2 separate regions of the Cydia pomonella genome follow, and region 2 is linked to region 1. A link is a contact called in public Hi-C data. All regions are on one chromosome and are shown on one strand. The core of a region is the stretch at or near the end of the contact, and the rest is flanking DNA. Distances in the headings are between cores, read along the strand shown.

What was found. A called contact is a pair of places that touch in the nucleus more often than the background predicts.
Region 2: a contact with region 1 is called in a Hi-C map of whole body, with 10 times the contacts expected there. The contact joins the promoter of LOC133519308 here to the promoter of LOC133519300 in region 1. A contact is called at or near these places in 2 of 2 Hi-C or Micro-C datasets (both in whole body).

Annotation. Positions count from the first base shown.
Region 1 is chr6:22,311,000-22,316,339 of ilCydPomo1, forward strand. It overlaps LOC133519300 (17-beta-hydroxysteroid dehydrogenase 13-like), which reads right to left and starts at 2,232. Exons shown (of 7, transcript XM_061853330.1): 1 at 2,144-2,232; 2 at 706-853. The coding sequence starts at 2,145. It overlaps LOC133519304, which reads left to right and starts at 2,944. Exons shown (of 4, transcript XM_061853337.1): 1 at 2,944-3,109.
Region 2 is chr6:22,483,347-22,488,686 of ilCydPomo1, forward strand. LOC133519308 (acireductone dioxygenase) reads left to right here and starts at 2,961. Exons shown (of 6, transcript XM_061853343.1): 1 at 2,961-3,190; 2 at 4,080-4,246; 3 at 4,923-5,055. The coding sequence starts at 3,068. LOC133519304 reads left to right here. Exons shown (of 4, transcript XM_061853337.1): 4 at 1-1,959.

The sequences.
Region 1 (5,340 bases), core at 982-3,481:
CCCGTTCATATAGTTAATTCCGACCGAACATTCTCGTTTGGTGTCAAATCGCATTGTGCGCACGAATGCCACGACGCGATTGGTTGATGAGTTGTGCAGTCACTGCACGATTGGCTCGCATTCGTCGCACAACACGATTTAACACCGATGTACTGGGCTATAACCTCGAAAATCAAAGTTCGCAAATTGCGGGCATCATTCTCTGTCACTATATTACGCCTTAATTGGAGTAAAAGAGAAAGATGCCCGCAATTTGCGGACTTTGATGTTCGCGGTAGGCCCTCAGGAATTGAAGCTTTGAACGCCACGTCTATGATGCGTGGCGCATCATCGTGCACCTTGTCGAAATGCACGAAGGTCGATATTGGGCAGCTGACGCGCGCGTTAATTGACGTCTTTGGTGGTTAAATGGTTAAGAGATTGACGAGGTCAGTGGGGCGACACTCCTCCTTTCGGCTTTTCTCGGCTCCGTTCGGCTCAGCATTGCTCCGAGCATTGGCACAACTTGACGTCCCTATACTTGCACGACCCATAAGATAATGACTTGAATTTTGACAACCCTAAAAGGCCGAAAGGGATAGTGCCATAGGTACATTAAAAAGGGACAGCATAATTCGTCCCTGAATCGCTGTCAAACTTCGGTTTTGTAGGAAGTGTTATTTCTGTACGATATATTCTGCGACGAGGTCAGGGTTAGGTACATACCAGTATAATTTCTCCCGAAACATCCTTCGGAGCACGTGGCATGAATGAAAGATAAATGCCCCGAGCCAGCTCGAAAATAATCCTTAACAGAGTCGATATCACCTCGACCGTCAACAGCCAGACTCTGATGACAGTTGGCTCCTCTGCCCTGGAAACAATAGAAAAATGGTAAAAAGACAGCATGTATTTTGATACGACCGCATAACAAAAGGGTAGGTAGTTAGTTTAGGCTTTAATTAACACTTTCATAAGTTTTATAAAAAAACAAATGATTTTTATTTTTCCATATAAAATAATTCAGCAAGTAGTGTATCAATACTTTGTTTTAACTTAAAACGTCGCATTTAATGTTCTCGGTTCGGGCTTTGACGTTCCTTTGTGTGCACAACCAGCAACCACAGATGAATTTTGACAACCCTAAATAGCCGAAAGGGATGTTTCCATACATTAGATAGGGACAGCATGATTCGGCCCTGAATCGCTGTGAAACTTCGGCTTTGTAGGAAGTTTCCTTTCTTTACGGTAAGTAGTACTAATTTATTCTGTGACGCGATGTCACAACTGTCACAAGTGACGATGATGTAGGTACGAAATACATTGCTGCTCGAAAAAATATCAGTTATACCAGTTAAGACTATATTAAAATAATCTGTCAGGATCGTTTTATAGCACTAAAACCTACGCCTAGTTTAAGTTATATTAAAAATAGATAGATAGATAGATTTTATTTGGTATTAATCATACACTGTCACATTAAGTACAATTTAGGCATAATTAATTACAAAATTATTATAAATTAAAATACAATGTCAATTAATTATTCCAATTCACGTAAATATTAATGATTTTAAAATTCTAATGTATTAGGAAAATAATAAAATATAATTCAAATTAACTACTTACAATGAGGCGCCATATAAGTAATCACAATTACATTAGAATAAAGACATACACACTGTTGTACCGATATTGCATTAACAAAGTGTGGACCTACCCCTATAAACACCATATTTTCATGGTCCCACAAAATGTCATTGCAAAGCCCGTGCAAGAGTAGCTCGGTTCGACTTCAGTTACATTAGTATGTATTTATATTTAATGACTATATGCGCCACGCATTTCACCAAAGAACCGGGTTCTAGCCAGCTTTGGCTTGCTTAAGTTGGTTAAATTAAATGGTCCAGACTTCTTCAACCGGGGCCTGGGCTATAACCGCGAAAATCGAAGTTCGTCAATTGTTGGCATTTTTCTCTGCCACTCTAATTACGTCATATTTAAATCTCAGCTCCAGTATCCTCTTAATGACTCCTGACACTGACAATTTAATAAAATACTAACTAAATAATTCTTATTACGAGCACACTATTATCCTTTCCACGTACTGGCAATATGTTTATTTTATTTTCTACGACCAAATGTTTAAATTGAATTAACTTACATTTTAGATCCTGCTCAAACTATGTCCAGTGAAAGAATAACACTAATGTGTTTACTCCACTCTTCTACTTAATTATGATAAAATAGTTAGGTATATAATCCTTATCGGTTAATTAGTTGCCCGGAGACGTATTGATGTATGCGAAATTCATTTATGTATAAACTTAAATAAACTTATCTAGCAAGTTACAATATAAACAACGTCAATGTTATAATTAGAAATGTTGAGATAGGCACGTAATAAGAGTGGCCAAAATATCAAGACGTAGTGCATGTTCAGATATTTTGTTTACATTCATTCTTCTTCATTATTGCAATAAATGACATTAATTTATGTGTACGTAATTTAAACATAACGCACACACAGATTATTACATAAGTAAACTTAACTAGTTAAACTAGTATCTAATTATAATGATATATTAATTGAATATAATAACATTATTAATAATTTTTTACATTACATCTACTAATTATTTAATTCTATAACCCGTACACTTTGAAATCCATTTTGAAATTGAGAAATTATCTTCACTCACGGCAGATTTGATTAAAGCGCCATCTACATGTTTATCCCCTAACTTCAGTTCCATGCTATTTAAGTCAAATGCGTAAACGTAAAAATTATATTTTAATGAAAAATTTGCGGATGGCTTTTTCAATGTCCTAAACAAATTGGAACACCAAATGAGTTAAGTGCGTCTGAAAAACTCCTATAATGCTGTCACCATGGTGACAACTGACACAACTGTCAATTTGACAGTTGATCAACCTTAGCTGCAGTATTTTGTGTTAATTTGCGTGTTTATCGCAAAATACGTTAAGTTTAATAATAAATAAACGAAGTGTGTGGGTTTATATTGTTAATTGAGTGAACCTTGTTCAAAGAAGTGTAAAAACTTGAGCGTTCTGTAACAATTTTGTGATTTGGAGTATTGGAACTCCGCTTTGTTGTGTTGGATATAAGGTGAGTGCATAGTTACCTATTCGTATTTATTTCTCGAAATGTTATTGATAAAGACTCATCTGGGTACGTAAACCAATCAATAAATTTTATAGTTATAAATATATTATTTAAATAAAAGCCATGTTGGAGTTAACAAAACCAAGTAAAATCATTGTTGTGGAATACATAGATACATATGCACACGATAGGCAATGTGAATATAATTAAAAATATATACCTACTACTTGACACAATTTTTTAAAGTCAGATTCAGACCCAGTTCATAACATAGACACAAGTCAGTCAGGTGAGGGCCATATGTACCCTAAGGCCAAATGGGGCCATTGCATGGGATAGCGCAAGCAAAATCTCAATCAGTCATGTTTTATTAACCCCCGCAACAAGAGGGTGTTTTATGTTTGATGCTAATGATGTCTGTCTGTCTGTGGCATCTTAGCTGTCCAACGGATGAGCGAATGTCGAAGAGGGCTTTTTTATGTGAGTTTTCTTGCCGTTGTTCTTAGTTACCTTTTATAGAAATTATTCCAGCAGGTTGAAGAGTATCTGCTCTTTTCCAAAATTATGTAAGGCATTTTTTGGTATTTGGTAATGGATTTTGTTGGCATATAGAGTAGGGGGTTTTTTAATTTTTCAGTTTTAGGGCTGCAATCTTAAGTTCTATGCTGAAGATATGGGTCTTAGCAAAATAAATATTATAGGACATTATTACACAAATTGACTAAGTCCCACAGTAAGCTCTATAAGGCTTGTGTTGTGGTTACTTAGACAATGATATATATATATATATATATATTATATATAAATATGTACCTAAATACATAGAAAACATCCATGACTCAGTCACAAATATCCATGCTTGTCACACAAATAAGTAAACAGGATTTGAATCTGGGATTGATGACTTCATAGGCAGGGTCACTACCCACTAGGCCGGACCAGTTGTCACTAATGAAGATTTTCTTTATGTTAGGTAATTAAAAAACCATTCTTGAATTGATATTCATTAGCATTTGATTTTATGACTTTATGCCAAATATTTATAATAATATCTGCTAAAATGATACAAAGCAACATTGCGGTTGGAAAAACAACACATTTCTTTTGTCAAAAATGTAATGTAATGTAATAAAAAACCTTGAAATTAGGTGATCTTAGCTAATAGGTGATCTTAATAATTGTTTTACCATGTCTAAAATACTGTATGGAAAATGACCCATCTTTATGTGTGTCTTTAGCGATAAGGTAGGTATTATAAAACTTCAACTGTCAATATTTTTTGGAAAAAATTAGTTTCAGCCGATATAACAAAACACTTGCTCATTATTTTTTCCTGCTCTCAAACATATACTTAAACCAGCCAGTAACTAACAAGTTGCTTGAGCATCACTTTCTAAGGGAGTTAGAAGATTTAGTAATATTTTAGTACTTTGGAGGACAATTTCTCCCAATAGGTTGAGTTTGGGCAGCTAAAAAAAATACGTGTCTGTTATTTTAGACTACTCTATAACATATATAAACATAAATCAAATCGGAACCGGACAGTTGGGTACCTTTTCTTGTAAGTAACAATAAAAATTGGGTTTTTTGTAAGTGGATTTAACTCTGAAATTAGGCAAATTCCTGTTCAATCAGGAATATACTGTTAAAATCTCTCGCAATGCTCACGGGCACCGTGTATATAAATATGTATACATAGAAAACATCCACTCACTCACGAAGAAACCTTTGTGATAAACACACAAATACAAATACAAATACAAATACAAATAATTTTATTGAAACCAGTATAAGTACAGTGTTAGCACTTAAAGACTAAGGATTAAGGATAAGGAAAAGTTTACAAATGCCTGAACTAGGAGTTCCTGTGTTTCAGGCAGAATAGGACCATATTAATTAATTTGTAATTATTCACTTAATTATAATTATAAATAGTACACAATAAAAATCTGGTAGGGTGATAACCTTAACAAAATAACTTATTTAAGTATTCTATATCAAAGTACAGTAAGAAATCATTTTACGACTATTAGTAAGTTCTCTGTATCATCGTATGTCATTTTTTGAAGGGCGCGTCGTAGAATATTCTTACAACCAACATAGCTAAGAGGGTATAAGTCTAATTTTGAATTTAACCTGTTGTACAAATAAGGGCCCAAAAAGACAAAAAATCTAGAAGAAAATACGTGTTTTCTTTGTACGGTTTGTATACATATAATATCTTTGCGCCTTTT
Region 2 (5,340 bases), core at 1,711-4,210, 170 kb after region 1:
CCATAGAGCATAGGACTATGTCTAAGAGACTGACTTGACTAAGGGTCGCTAAAGCGCTTTAAAGCGCTGTGTAAATGAACCCCTTATTTAATTCAGTAACTGACGACAGGGACGCAGTAATACGTAGATGTGAGATGCAGATATCTTTAGCGTATAACTGCGTCTTTGTCACACCTACCCGCCGTAGGTAGGTTTGACAGAGAGCACACTACTTATACGCGTGCAGCGAGTGATTGATTCGACTATAGCGATCCTACCTGTCTGCTTGTCTTTCAACTTTGTGGTCACAGCGATAAAAAAACATGACATTTCTTGCAATTTCATTACATATACATATCTCATGCTGACCTTTATTGCTGACCATATGCGCGATGTTTCCTAAAGACTAGTTTGTAATTGTTATTTGTTTTACAAGGGAGCAAAGTTGTTGTTTAACCTATCGTGCTAATATTGATACCCGAGCAAGCGAAAGATTCCAAATTTGGACCACGAGCGTAGCGAGTTTGTAACGTGGAATCTTTAGCGTTGCGGGGGTTTCAAGGCACGAGGATTGAACAAATTTTGACACCGAGTGAAACACACAATTTTCACCACACCGACTCAAGGAAAATACTAACTGCAAAATAGCAAACAAAAGCAATCGAAATCAATTTAAAATGAATGTTTCCAAATCTTTATCATTCAAAATCATCATTTAAAAGTAAATTCTACCAGCCAATATAAAGAAACAACTCAAAATTTGCATTTGTATACTTTGCCACACGTGTGGATAAAATGCAACTTTCTAATCAGATTTGGAACTATCAAGAGGCTCTTTACCAGTTTGTGCGGTGAAAACACCTTTATGCATTATTTTATTTGATTGTGATTTAGACGTCCGTCCATAACTTGTTTTCTCAAATGATTTGTTGCATTTACTTTTTTTCGTGTTTAATTTGCATTGCACAATTGACCTTCTCATATCAGGAATTATTTGAAAACTTAATTTTCGTAGCCACTGCGGTCATATCAAACTTAGCTGTACCTAACTTAGCGTTTCAAATAAGATTTGAAGTAATATATTTATATAAATCGTGTAAACTAAATCTGTGTGATTTAGATGTAGTTTGGTGAAAAAATATTTACGACTAAGTAACTTTTGCACTTTCTGATTCAAAACTTATCCTAAATATTTTGTCAATATTGTAACAAATTATATTGTGGGTAGTGAAAAAAAAACGATTAATTTTATATGTAGGTATAATTACATTCATATGAATGTATACTTACCGAATTTATTTTTTTGATTGCTGTAAAATTAATAATTATTTATTTGTAGCAAAGAGAATTTAAAATTGAGGTGGATTATCAAAGAAAATTTTGTATCCTCAGTAAATTTACTGCCATCTTTCGGCACATGATTAAAACTTTTAGAACGCCATTCGACGTTGATCCTTATTCTTTCACTGATGTGTTAAATATCAAAAAGTGGCGCCATCGCTTGAAACAGTTGAAACGATGCCGCCATACCTTTGGCCTTCGATCTATTAGATGGCGCCACTTTTTGGTATTTAACTAATTGAACATATATACGTGAAATAATAGGGATCAAAGTCAAATGCAGTTCTAAAAATTTAATCATGTGTCGAAAGATGGCAGTAAATTTACTGAAGCTAAAAAGTTTTCTTTGACAATCCACCTCTATTTCAAATTTTTGATTTGTACATACATAATTTTGACAAATGATTCTATAAAGTGATATAATTTTAAAATTTACGTTGTAGTCTCACATCAAGATATATTTATTATAAATGTATACCCACTCTTGTCTGTCAAGGTTCTATATTACCTACCCTCAGTACCAGTATCGGTGCTAAGAAATTATAGATCACCAAAACATTGATGTATCCTAGGTTGCTCATGCAAATGCATTAAGTTGTAACACTAGTATTATCTGGATTAAATCTATTTTTACTGGAATTGGACGGTGTTTCATTTATTCTACATAACCATATATTTCCTTGTGAGAAAAGAATTACCACACGAGTCACGGTAGTTTAAACACTTATTTACAAACTTTGATTGTAACAGATTTTGGAAATCAATTTCAAATGTATCTTACCCGGGGCAAGAAAACGTATCGGTGAATTCTTTATTATTTCATTAAGATAGACTGTAGTTTAAACGTTACGGCGCTTGGCATGCACACTAGAACTGGGTCCGATTCGCACGTCGCTCCGTTGTTTGAGCGAGACAACGCTATGCGCATATTATAGCGACATCCCGCTTCCAGTGTGCTAAGCGCCTACGTTGGAGCATGCCACACATAACATACCACAAGAACCCACCAAGACAAAAATCCACAATTCTTACAGCAATTTAAAAGGAAGCCCAGAAAATGACGGGAAACCAAAGAAATGTACGCGCTATCTCCCGATCATACCCCAGATAAAAGATTGCCTCTGAGGTTATCCCTGCAGCTTGTTTTTAACTATTGCCGTCCTATTTTCGTCTACAGTAACAAAATATAGTTTTGCAAGCTATTTCCGTCAGTAGGAAATTGTAGGAGCAAAGGATTGTCCTCCCATTTTGTCGTTATACATACTCACAAAAGTTGAATTTCACGCCCATCATTGCTTTTTTTATGGCTAAAATACTTAAAACTGCTTAAACAACACACGTACACGCTTGCGGTTAACAATCTAAACAGACTCCTCTTTCCGGTGTAGCCACTAATCAAATACCCTTTATTTAGTGGTGAGACAGAGACACTGCACCATAAGTAAAACATTCTAAATTATACAAATAGGGTTTAATCCAGTCACAAAATCAATTAAATAGCTTCGGTGAACCAAGTTTACTTCGACTTACTTGAACTTACTTTAAAAAAAAAAACATTTTTATTCATTTTGTAAAAGAGTTTTGCAGATTTTTTTAATTTATTTTACTGGCAATGACAAGCAAAGTGATGTCCTGTGTGATATGTCAATGTCATTGTTCTTATGTCAGATCGGGCCATTTCATATTGCCTTTCATTACACTGAATTTATTATTTCTTTATAGTTTTTTTGTATTTACTTGTTACAAAATGGTGAAAGCCTGGTATATGGATGAAGATAAGAATGATCAACGCGCAGAACATCACAGGAACCCTCCACAGTTTGTATCTCTCGATGAATTGTACAAGAAGACTGGTGTTGAATACTTTAGCGTAAGTTTTTACGTCTTATTTTTATCTATATTCGGTTTTTCTTTCAATTTCAATATTTAATCAATTATCAACAGCAATGTCATGATTACCGACCATATTTTTTATGCTTACGTTTAGATAAACGGGAGTAATGTTCGATCAAAAACATAATTATTTTTATCTTATCTTTTATAAACAACGTAACCTAACTATTGTTACTTTGACTTTCAACTTTATCGCATTGAAATATCAGTAACTTTGGTAGACTAATATACATAATAAAGACTATAAATAAGGCTCAGGAATTCAAATATTTGCACTTATCATATAAATGAATGAATAATATCTTTTTGGTAGGGCCACCAAAAATACTGACATTGAAACTTTGATTTAACATGCCATACGGGGACCATTCGACCCCATACAATACTAAAGTGATGTTGGAAACTAAAGTTTATTGTTGCATATGCTGTAAATGATCCACATTATCATATGGTAGTATTTGATTAAAAGGTAATTAGTTTCATGTTTCTTATTTTCCAAGTAAAATTTACCTTATACTTAGTAATCATGGTCACCCTATGACTTTTGACATATGCTGTATGGAAAGTGACAAGAAGTCACATTGAGTAGTAACCAAATTGTATGCAAAAATGTTTTTTTTTTCTACGTTCCATCTGAAAACGAATCATCATTATTGGTGATAATAAATAATTAGCAACATCATTAGGCTCATCTTTGAATTCCATATGATATCTTGTGCTCTTGCTCCATAACCCCAAAATCATCCTGTATATGTAGTCTGTCCCTTTAGGTAAATAAATAGATGCAAACATGTGTTCTTTCATCACACTTGCTTGAAAAAGATCTTATTTCATACTCTGCTCAATTTCTCTCCTTAATTTTTCAGCTAAATGTCGACACCCATGAGACTGATGGAGTCCTAGACAAGATAAAGAAGGACCGCGGCTACACCTACGAGGACAGGATGGAGGCATCCAAGGCAACACTACCCAACTACGAAGAAAAACTGGTTGCCTTCTACACTGAGCACTTGCATACTGATGAAGAGATCCGGTACTGTACCTTTATCCAGGGTTCTTATATTTAAAATACACCACAAAAATATCCTCCCTAAAATTAGAAATACAACTAGGTCAAAAATATAACTTTTACAATGAGACCAACCCCAAAATCGCGAAAATAACTACTCTCCCATAGAAAATGTCAAGGTCAGAAAGCCGATTTCTGGGTTGGTCTCATCGTAAAAGTTGCTCAGTATTACCTATATATTTACCCCGTAAATCGTTAGTCCTACGTTAATACCATAAAATAATAGTAATGAAGCAATTACAACATTATCAAAGATAATAAATTTGTTGTAACAAAACAGTTTATCGTAATGTTGGCTATTATTTAGATAAAATATTATAAAGCTTGATTTGCCACTAGCTTGATATTTACCACTAGCTTTTCGGTGAAGGAAAACATCGTGAGGAAACCTGCATACATCTGCGAAGGAATTCAAAGGTGTATGTGAAGTCCCCAATCTAGACTATTATAGCTTGAGCCCTCTCGCGCATGAGAGGAGGCCTGTGCCCAGCAGTGGGACGTATATAGGCTGAATTATTATTATTTTTATATTATAAACCTTTGTGCTGCCCAGCGATCTCTGAGCTCCTGAGCAAATGTGAATTTTTTTTTTAATTTAGAAAGAGATTTCGAAACAGAATCTTTTGACATTCTATTCCAGGTTTGTGCTGGACGGCTCCGGCTATTTTGACGTGCGTGACCGTGACGACCAATGGATCCGCATCGAGGTCACCCCAGGGGACATGCTGGTGCTCCCCAGTGGCATCTACCACCGCTTCACTCTTGACTTCAATGTGAGTACTTGAAAGTAACTTTCAGGTTAGAGCTGCAAGGCTGTAGTTACTTCTACAGTTGTGATGGGTTGTGGATCCTCATTGAGGTCACCCCAGGAGGCGTGCTGGTGCTTCCCAGTGGTATCTACGACCCCTTCACTCTTGACTTCAATGCAAGTACTTGAAACATGAAAGTATTGTTCAGGTTTCTTTTGTCTAAAAAATATTATAACATTTTGAGAGTACTCATCCAAACTGCAAGACAAGATTTAGGAGTCTGGTTTATTTATGTTACGTTACGTTAAT